Regions from separate parts of the Mus musculus genome. Here region 2 is linked to region 1. Evidence: chromatin contacts called from public Hi-C data. All regions are on one chromosome and are shown on one strand. Each heading gives the region's core, a stretch centred on a gene start, on an enhancer-like site or on the middle of the called end of the contact. The rest is flanking DNA. Distances are from core to core; before and after follow the strand shown.

The links. A called contact is a pair of places that touch in the nucleus more often than the background predicts.
Region 2: a contact with region 1 is called in a Hi-C map of cerebral cortex, with 1.9 times the contacts expected there. The contact joins two enhancer-like sites. A contact is called at or near these places in 1 of 39 promoter capture datasets (the 3T3-L1 cell line), 10 of 484 Hi-C or Micro-C datasets (the 3T3-L1 cell line, the HPC-7 cell line, beige adipocytes and 6 more) and 1 of 9 other capture datasets (adipose tissue).

What each region holds. Positions count from the first base shown.
Region 1 is chr1:64,850,741-64,855,629 of GRCm38.p6, forward strand. All of the region lies in intron 6 of Plekhm3 (pleckstrin homology domain containing, family M, member 3), which reads right to left. Among named protein-coding and RNA genes, the nearest start is that of Gm51628, 34 kb to the right of the region's middle. Within about 2 kb of position 3,086, at least 81 of the 459 cell types and tissues checked have an H3K27ac peak or open chromatin away from gene starts, as enhancers often do. A contact at or near this core is called in cerebral cortex and pancreatic cancer cells, where this site is marked.
Region 2 is chr1:64,917,192-64,922,505 of GRCm38.p6, forward strand. It overlaps Plekhm3 (pleckstrin homology domain containing, family M, member 3), which reads right to left. Exons shown (of 8, transcript NM_001039493.1): 3 at 4,359-5,291. Among named protein-coding and RNA genes, the nearest start is that of Gm51628, 33 kb to the left of the region's middle. Within about 2 kb of position 1,965, at least 73 of the 459 cell types and tissues checked have an H3K27ac peak or open chromatin away from gene starts, as enhancers often do. A contact at or near this core is called in cerebral cortex and pancreatic cancer cells, where this site is marked.

The DNA of each region.
Region 1 (4,889 bases), core at 1,836-4,335:
CTTAGTGGTGGGATATTACAACTCGTGTCACAGAGTGCTATGAGGTTACCCTACCAGAGTCTTCTTCCATTCCTGCGTGCCTGGCTCATACCTACAGGCCCTGAATGTAACTTATAATCTGCTCCTAGGAGGTCTTCCCTGACAGCCAAATTATGGGGAGGTTCCAATTACTACTACTGCATATCAAATTACCCTCAATCTAGTGGCATAAAACAGTCATGTTATTATGCCCACAGTCTGCAGCTCATGCGGGATACAGCAGAGGCGGCTTACTCTGTTCTAAACTACTTGCACTCATTTATACCCACCCTCAGCTAACAGGACACAAAGGTCAAGCCTGGACTTTTCCCTCATATACCCAGTGGTAGATGGTTGCTACCAATTCAGGCTCAGCTGGGATGTAAGCCATGAGGACTACATGTGGTCCCTCCCTGGGGTACCTTATAACATGATGGCTCATGCCAAGTCTTGAAGCTATATTACCTTTTTAATACCTTGGCCTTGAAAAATCACACAGAAAAACTTTCAATGTCACAGCCACCCAGCCAGATCCAGGGAAAGGGGATAAAAGCCCCACCTCTCAATGGGAGTAGGTAAGTGAGAGGTAAGAAAGCTCCACGGGACAGGAGGTGGTGTTCATCGCCCTTACAACCTGCCACAATCTGCTACACAAGGTTGAGCGTGTTTCCCAGTCATTTGGTACTCTAACACACTGACACAAATGGAGGAAAGCATACCTGACTGGCATCCATGGGCACCTTCACATATGTGCCATATACTACAACACACACACAGATTAAAAAAGTACAAATACGTCTTTAAAAGAGGCCAGAGCTGGCAAGACAGCCCAGTGGGTAAGGTGGCTTTCCTGAGGCCTGGTGGACTTTGGTAATGGAGCCCACACAGTAAAAGGAGAGGGCCAACCTCCACACGCACTGTGACATGAGCTACACAAGTAAGTATATTAAAAGTTAAAGGTAGCCATATCTATCTCACAGAGTTGTTTAGGGGATTAGATATAAGGGGTGTGCAGATGTGAGGTGGTATTATTCCAGAGCAGGGTAGTTTATAATACGCTTATATACCCTTGACAATGTGAAAAGTGGGAGAGGCGGTGGGTACAGTGGGGTGGTATGACTTGTACACCTCGCAGATGTAGACACACACAGGTCCCTGGGCTTGCTGACCAGCCAAGCTAGCCTACATGGTGAACCCTAGGCCACCTGAGAGACCCAATCAAAAACACAAGAAAGCAAAACATAAAGAAAACAAACCAATAAACGTGGACACTACTTGAAAAATAACATTGTAAGTTGTTCTCTGGTTTGTATGTGTACATGCATAAACACACAAGAACATATACACACAAATGAAAGAGAAAAATGGAGTCTTCAGGCACTCCTTGCTCATGGCCTGTACCACTGGAACATGCTTTAGCAATGCTTTTTAGCCATCAGAATATGGCAGAAATGGCAGTGCCTGGGTTTCTAAGGCCAGGCCACACAGAAAGAATTACATCACCTATCTCTTGCTCTCTTAAACCATCCTCAAGGCAGCTATCACATCCTGAGGACTCCTTGGACATCCTGTAGCGTGGCCCATGTGGGCTCAGACAAGAGGCCTCCCACTAACAGTCAGCCCTCATCTGCCAGCTGTGGGAGTAGCTGACACTGCTCCAGCTGGTGACCACAGGCCCCACCCAGTGTACTCCTTGCAACCTCAGCTCAACTGAACTTCTCAGGAATTCCTGGCCCATAACAACCATGAGAGACAATTACTGTTCACTCTTGTGTTAAATTATATGTTTGGGGTTAATCTGTTGTATAGCAATAGATAATGAACACACAGAAATATGCCCTACTAGCTGAATATAGCATGACAGGCTCACGTTCCTGGTGACACCTTCTCTGTGAGGTGTCAGGCTGGGCAGTCAGGCTATGGATAGCACAAGTGTTCTTTGGAAACAGTCCTTAATGAGTTCACATTATGATGGATTTTATATAAATGGGAAGAAACAACACAAAAATCACCACCAACACAGAGATGACTAAAAATAAGTAGGAGCCAAGTGTCCCAGACAACTGACTTCAATACTGACTGGCCACCTTCCAATTTTGTGGCTGCATCCTCAGCCATTAGATGGTGCTTGTGCCGAAGGGGCTTATGGGGACCATCAACTGAGCTCTCTTCACCTGCTTAATGGGGCTTCCTATCCAAATTCATAGAAGGTCATCATTCTGAGCTGGTTTTTAAAAAAGTTTCATTAAGTCTGTACTTGAATGTTAACATTTTTTCTGCTACAATCCTGTTCTTCTCCCCCAATCCTTTAATGCACCTGTGAACCACACTATAGTTGGGCACGATGCTAAGACTAACCAGCTACCATAAAGAACAATCTGTGCCACTGCCTTGTTGTTTACTTCCTTTATAAATCCCCTTCAAATCCCCTTCAGCCGCGCGCACACACACACACACACAAACAAAAAACAAACAAGAACTAAACTGAACTAAGCTGAACTGAACTGAACCAAACTATACTAAACCAAACTAAATTAAAAAAAATGCAGTCATTATGGTCGGTGGGAAGCACAGACTGAAGGCTTCTGTTCTGGATCTAGGACTTGTACATGGGACTTATCATTCGGTCCCTTCCACTTCCACACAGGATCAGGAACAGCCTGGGGTCTGATCAGGAGGCATGGACTGCCTGGCACCTGCTCAAGAAACACCTGCTCCCTTGAGACTGCCAAGCAACAGGGCCTTCAAAGAGTAACATTCAACCCCTTCTCACCACCTCAGAAAAAACCTTTGAGGAAAGCAGGCACATTCATTTTTCTAAATATTCATTTGCTTAAAAAGCATTTTCCCAAATACCTTATGTTTCCCCCCTAGTTCATTAATTGTATAGAACAGACCTGTAGAGTGGTTAACAGATTTACTGATGTCTTAACGATAGCTCACTCCTGCCACATCCCAGAATGTGTCCAGGGTTTCTGAAGGCACAGTAGCTACAGCAGACCCAAGCACTGGCTAGGGAGTGACGCAGGCGAGCTGTCAGGCTTTGTGTTTCTGCTTGTTAAATCCGAATGCTCCTAATTAGTTATTCTGCCCCATAATGCTTGGGTGGACAATGGTGCAGGGATCAGGGCTGCTGAGGCTATGAATACAAGTTCCTCAGCCTCCTGAGGCTTGGGGATTGGTGACTTGGTTGTGGGCACTGAAGCACTGTGTTCCTGCTGGCTGTGGACTCAGTGACATCAACCCTCACGTGAATAAAGGTCATCACCTGTTAGTACTTTGGCAGAAGGTCAGCTGCCCTGAGTGCCCACTTAGGCCTTTCCTTTGTCTGCTGCCTCTGTGAAGAGTGCCCACAGAGAACAACACTCTGTGAGTCTGTTTGCTTGGTGGGGGCAGGGCATACAAAGTGATTCACCAACATCCTTGAAGAATTCAGCAAAACATATCTTCAAAGACTGGCCTTGAACTGCCTTGGACATGGCCTTTTTGTGAACTTACTAGCTATAGCTCTAGAGAAGCTCTGAAGTGGACCACCAGATACATTGTTCCTGTACAACATTTCTGACAGACATTTATGTCACAGTGATGAATAGGGCAACTCTGCAAAATCTCAGCAGAGAAGTTTGCCATCCAGGGACATTTAGTGAGTGTTCAGAAAGATTGCAAAAATTAGCTAGGCTTGGAAGTGCATGCCTGCAATCCCAGCACTCTGGAGGCTAAAGCAGGAAGACTGGACTGGAAGTCAGCCTGTGTGGTACAGCAAGACCTGTCTAAAATACAAACAAAAATTGGGCGACATTAAACAACTCACAATTATCTTGATAGTCAAAAGCAGAGATCAGGGAGCTGGAGTGATGGCTCAGTGAGTAAGAGCACTTGCTGTGACAGGAGGAGGGCCTAAGCTCAGATTCCAAGAACCCATGTAAAAGCATGCTGGCTCTGAAAAGTTCAGGGTTAGTGAGAGAACCAGGTGGAAATGGATAGAGGCAGACACCTGACATAATCTTCTGGAATATGTATGCATGTATATGAGCATGTACACACACACACACACACACACACACACAAATGGCCGGGGTGGGGGGGGGACTATGCATCCCTTCCCTCCTATCTATCCAGCCACCCCACCACTGAATATGCACATGTGTGAGATGTTAATGCTAATTACTTCTGTGTGAAACAAGCGACCAACCCACCGACCAACTGTTCTAGGACACTCTGGAGAGGGATTTTGCATTTGGCTATAGCTCATTCTTTTCATGACTCTCCAGGTCTTCAGGCCCTCCCTCTTCTTTGGCATCCCTCCCACTCACAACTCTACTTAAAATCCTAAACTTTTCCATCTCTTTTCTTCATTAAAAGCAATTTATTGAGCCAGGTGGTGGCGGCACACACCTTTAATCTCAGGCAGAGGCAGGGGAATCGCTGAGTTATTGGCAGCCAACCAGAATGAGTTCTAAAACAGCATGGTTACCGAGAGAAACCCTGTCTTGAAACACTAAAACAAAAAAGTAAACAATTGAAATGTGTGAAATGTTTCTCCCTGAAATAGCATACTGTTTTCACTGTATTAGTACCATAAGTGAATGTGTATGTGGTAGCATAGTTATTATTTTCCTCACTATAATCTGAAAGTAAGGTCTATTTTGGAAAATTTGGAATCCAGGGAAAGTAGCTAGTGAGGAAGAGGACCCTTAAACTGTCCTACAGGGGAGGTTTTCGAGGGGGTGAGGGGGTGGGTGAGGGGGTGGAAGGGTGAGGAAGGGCTACACTAGCCCACTGCCCCACCCCTGGGAGCATCCAGGATCCTTTCTGTTGAATCCCACATGACTAGAATCACTGAATGCTTATCTTACAAGTGTCCTGAAGGT
Region 2 (5,314 bases), core at 715-3,214, 65 kb after region 1:
TTTGAGTTTACCCCTCCCAGGGCTGCAGGGGAAGAAAAAGGAAAGCAACAGCTCTTGATGCCAGAGATGCACAGTCACCAACAGCAGTCCTCAGAGGTTAAACAGCAGCCAGGGAACAGACCATAAAACCGGCAGAGGGAAGCACCGGAGGCAGCCCTAAGCCCACTCTTGGTCCCTTCCCACATTCAACTTCAGTCCCACTCATGAGCACTGCCCTAAGTGGGCCATCCAAATCACACCCAGACTACAGAACAGTCTCACGAGGAACAGTTTTGAAGGTGAGCACTGCATCCCTGTCACACCATATAGTCACAGGCTCTTGAAACTATTGTACTCAATTGCTAGGTTTCTTAATTGCTGGAAACTTAACTGTGTGCCCCAAAACCAAGAAAACGATGTATCTGCTGAGTAGGTACACATGTCAAATTCCTAAAGAAAACAAGCATGTTTTAATCTAATGTACATGGCAGTTATGAAAACCAAATTTAGAAACACTTATGGCCATATACTAGATATTTTAATAAACTGAACAATCACCTTTTAAGCATTAATATTTTTAAATCACAGGTTCCTTATTGTCAAATACAATGCTGAATTCCAGCCTGTGTTTCACTAAAGAAGCACACCTCATTTTCTATCGTAGACGCTTTTGACAGAGGCCATAGAAAAGCATCCCCAAATAACACTTCTGCAGCACCTCGCCCAGCATGCATTGCTCTGCTCAAGAACTTTCTGTGACGTCATGGTCAAACATGAAGTTCATCTGCATTGAGTGCCTTTTTTATAGTCCAGAAATGATCTTCTACAGTCCTACCTGGCTCTACCTACCTCTGACGGCTCGGGGATCTGGAATGTGGCTGTCACATCTGTGAATCTGGTCGTGGCTGCTATTTGGCAGTTACCAATGTTATTATTTAATATCTAACATTCCTAGCTGCCTACAGTCTAATGAGGGAAGGGGTTACGTCCACATTTCTAACACTCTGACCTCAGGCACAGCCATGCACTTGGCAAGCAGAGAATAAGCAAACGAGCACAGGAATGGGTTCTCAGCCGTCAGGAGGTGGGACTGGAGAGCTCAGGGGTCCTCAGGAGACTGGCGTGAACATGGTTAGCTTTCTGGAGAGCTCAGGGGTACCCAGGAGACAGACTTGAACATGGTTAGGCTTCTGTAGCAAGGGCTTGCTAAGCAGCCACGGAGCTGGAAAGGAAGCTATGCAGCTAGCACACACAACTATCCTAAGTCTAAGCATGAGCCAAGAAATATGGAGTTATGGCTCCCCATATAGCTTCAAAACCATAACCTCAGGCATCCTGGTATGGTCATGCTCCATTTTCTCTGTAGGAACTGTTTAAAACTTAAGAGACCTAAGAAGTCTTCACTTAGAGAAAGAATTTAGTGAAACAGGACCAACGGTCCATATTTTATATATGTAAAAGCCAATATTTGTAGCTCCTCTAAATAGCAACCAAATGACAACAGAATTAAGAGCCTACTCAGTGCAACCTTATTCATCCAAAATATTTAATGGGGGAGGGACTAAGTAAACATTAAAAACTTAACAGTCTAAAGAGATACACTAAAGCCATGAAAGTCTGTGAATTTGCTTCTCAATGAGTGCATGAAGTCCAATGTGCTAAACTGACTGGCAGCCTGGAAGGCAGACATGCTAGTTCTCTAGCTGCTTTTCCACCCGGTCTGTGTCATCAGCACACAGTTACAAAAAGCAAAGCAAGTGATTTAAATCACCAATGCTGAGAGAAGCATGGATCCTTAAAAGGGCCATCTGCTATAGCAACCTCTTGGACGACTAACAGCCTCCCACTAATTTAAAAAACATTCAGGTTTGTATAACAAAGCTTTTTCTTTTCTTTTCTTTTTCTTTTTCTTTTGAGACTCTGCCCCCTACAGGACACACAGAATAATTCCCAACCTGAGGCAGAAAAACAATCTTCCTGGTTTAGCACTGGGAACGAAAATGCCTGCAAACCACATATGCTGTAAAGGGAGTGAACTGGTTTTACTCTTGAATGCAGTACACTGTACGTTACACACTTACAAGTTAGCGGTCTCTCTGAGTTAGAAACGCACCTGCACCCCATCGGACTGCCAAGCCGAAGCATGAAGCACCAGCTGCGCAAGCGAGCAACCCAATTCCACTTGTAACCCTGTGCTGAGCTCCCTGCTCTCCGTACTCAGCTACCCCCAACAGTCCAGATTTATCAAGCTCCAAATTTAGACAGCCAAGGGATGCGTCGTGTCACAGGGAACTGGGTGACAGACACTGCCAGAAAGGTCTGCTCTCACCCATTATGTAATACTTTCCCTCTTCTTCGCTTCCTTCTTCGGGCCTCGGCTCCTCGCTTTGCCTTTCCCTGTTTTTCTCTCTCCAAGCTTTAGTTGCACTGGGCCTGCTCTCCAACACTCCCTTTACTCAATGCAATGCAACATATGGGCAATGCATGCTCCTTCAGGAAGCAAACTGAGAGACAGGTGAGAAGTGTTAACTGAGTGGCAGCCTTCACAGCCCACGCAGGGCTTTCTTCATTCTCTTACTATACAGTCTCTTAAGGCAGAGACTCCAGTGACTAACTTGAGAACAAGGCTGGGCTAGTCTCCTATTTTCCAATTACAAGGAATTTATGGACTCTATCAGCAATCTAATGTCACACAAGTAAGTATATTATGAATTCAGGATGCCTATCCTGTAAGCAATTAGTAGAGTATTACTGAATGCCTGAATTCCAAAATATAATAATATAGGCACCAAAAAAACACTGAAATGCTAACAATTTCAAGAATAAGTAAAATAAATAAATGACAAATTAAACAAACCAAAACTACTAAAGGTAGTATTTTCTTATCAAAAACACTTCCAAAAGTAGTTAACTGGTTCAGCACAGGTCTGCTCTTGTCATATATACAGACACACACACATTACCTCCTATGGCTTCTATGCTGGCTCTCAACGTGTTTTTGTTTTCTGAGACAGGTTTTCATGATCAATCCTAGACTGGTCTCAAACTGGCAATCCTCCTGCCTCGAAGCCTTCCCAGTGTTAGAACTACAGGTGGCACATCTGCTTGTGCTGGTATTTCTGGCTCAGAGTTTCCCCTTTTGCCATCCTCACTGCAAAGTTCCTATGCACAGTCACTAAGACCCTCCTTAAAGTCCATTGTTTTCCGATAGAAAGGTGGCCATCGTGACTCTAGTGAATTTAAAATGTAGGTTTTCATTCTGACCATCACCATTTGCTTTTTTCAATGCAGGGCAAGAACAGAGCATAAACTCTTGGCTGGTGGTGAGATCTTTTCACTTTTAAACGCATATTTATAAGTCTACAATGCTTGAATTAAAAATTTCTCCATCAGGCTTCCAATTAAGTCTGTCTTTGTGGTAAGTTATCATCACAAATGAAAGGGAGGTAACTTTAATTTAGCTTAGTAGGTGAACAAATCTGGTTTAGGGGGAGGTCTTTTCTCACCTTTCTCTTCCTATTTCAGTGTTTGTGAGAGGCGAGGAGAATGGGGATAAAGAGGAATAGCACTGTTGAAGAGCTCTGAGTGAGGTCCACTCTGTCAATCTTACAGTGTTCCAGGGACACTGGGCTTCTTCCCCTCCTATCTCAGCAGTCATCTGCTCTTCACCCTCTTTTGGCCATCCCCACGCTGTCCTCAATACTGACTTTATAGAGTCTACTGGAACAAGATTTGACAAGGTCATGATCAATTTCAGCTGCTAGCTAGGAACAACATTTGCCTTGCCTAAGGAATGTCAGTAGTTAGCTGGGATGCAAAGTTCTGTCATGAAACAATCTGTGACATGCACAGTTACAGTGATCATTATTCAAGAAGGCAGAGGAGATAGAATCCTGCTGACTCAGGAGGCCTAAATCCCATCCTGGCCAGGCATTGGCCAAGTCATTGTGATTCACTGAGGTAAGCATAGCTGCTTCTGTTTACATTACCAAAGGGCATTAGGATGGATAGATTTTGTTCGGTTTGGTTTATTTTTGAAAAAAGGCCTCACACTGTAACACAGTAGCCCTGACAGACCTGATACTTGATACGTAGCCCACACTAGCTTCCAACCTAACTTAGCCCCCTGTGCACTACTTAGATTTTATTTTATTTTATTTATTTATTTTATCTCACTTCACAGCCCTAGCTGACCTGGCACCCAGCATATTTTTAATGCAGTAAGTACACTTCTTAGAGAAGAGATGCTTTTGATATACAGACAATTGTAACACCAACATCTACATTGTTGAATGAGAAGGGTTAAAGGTGAAATGCCACATAGGGCTTGGGGAAGGAAGCTCCAGCATGAGCATCAGGCTAGATGAAATGTTTCATACCTGCACATTTGAAACTCTGAGCAGTGAGTCCTCGCTCCAAAGACAGCGTGGTCAGGATGCTCAGGAAGCTGGTGGTCACAGACTGGCGTTTGTTCTTCCGCAGCTCGCGGCCATCTAGCTGATCCTTGGGCTTGTTCCGCAGTGTGACTTGCAGGTTTTGCTCAGAACTCCTTGCAGCGTTGGCTGCTGTCTTCAGAGCCTCCATCCATTCCTGAGCCCTCTGTCGGGTCTCAGCCCGGAGGCGGAGGACATCCTGGGGAAAAATGACTTGAAAGCAAGAGTCACAACCATCCAGGTTGTCTATCTGCACAGCCAGACACACATCCACATTGTAGCTCAACAGGGGATCTTCGTCTAGCTTGCCGGGGTGGAAAGCCATAAGATAGGCCTTGCTCAGCACAAATGTAAAGGCCTTCCAGTTGTTTTGGACAGTCAGTCTGTAGAGTGTCCCTGATTTGAGGATATTTTGGTACTGTTTGGGGCTATCCAAGACAGGGGAGGCCAGCAGCCCACTGGATTTCTTCTGTAAACAGTGGTTCTGTGCACAGTCACCATGATGGATGAGTCCTGGAGAGTTTGCCATCTCACCCTGCCGTCCCATGTAATTGGGTACAGCAGCATGCACGACTTCCCAGAGCTTCTGCCCCCAGTCCAATGCCTCCCATGGAGACTCTGCCTTTAGCTGCAGTTGAGAATTGTCATAGAGAACAGTGTCTACCATCCTAGCTTCAAGATTGCCTAAAACAGAGATGCTCTGGAAGTGGGAAAGCTGGTATGTGGCATACAGGTTTTGATTGCCACTGCTATCAAGGCTGTAGAAGTTTAAGTTGTAGGGTGAGAGTTCTGCATAACAGCTCTGCCAGTAACTGTCATGGTTCTTCCTGATCTCCAGATAACCCTTCTTCAGGATGTTTGGGAATGTCTGCTTGTGTTCTGGAAAGAAAAAAAGAAAAGTC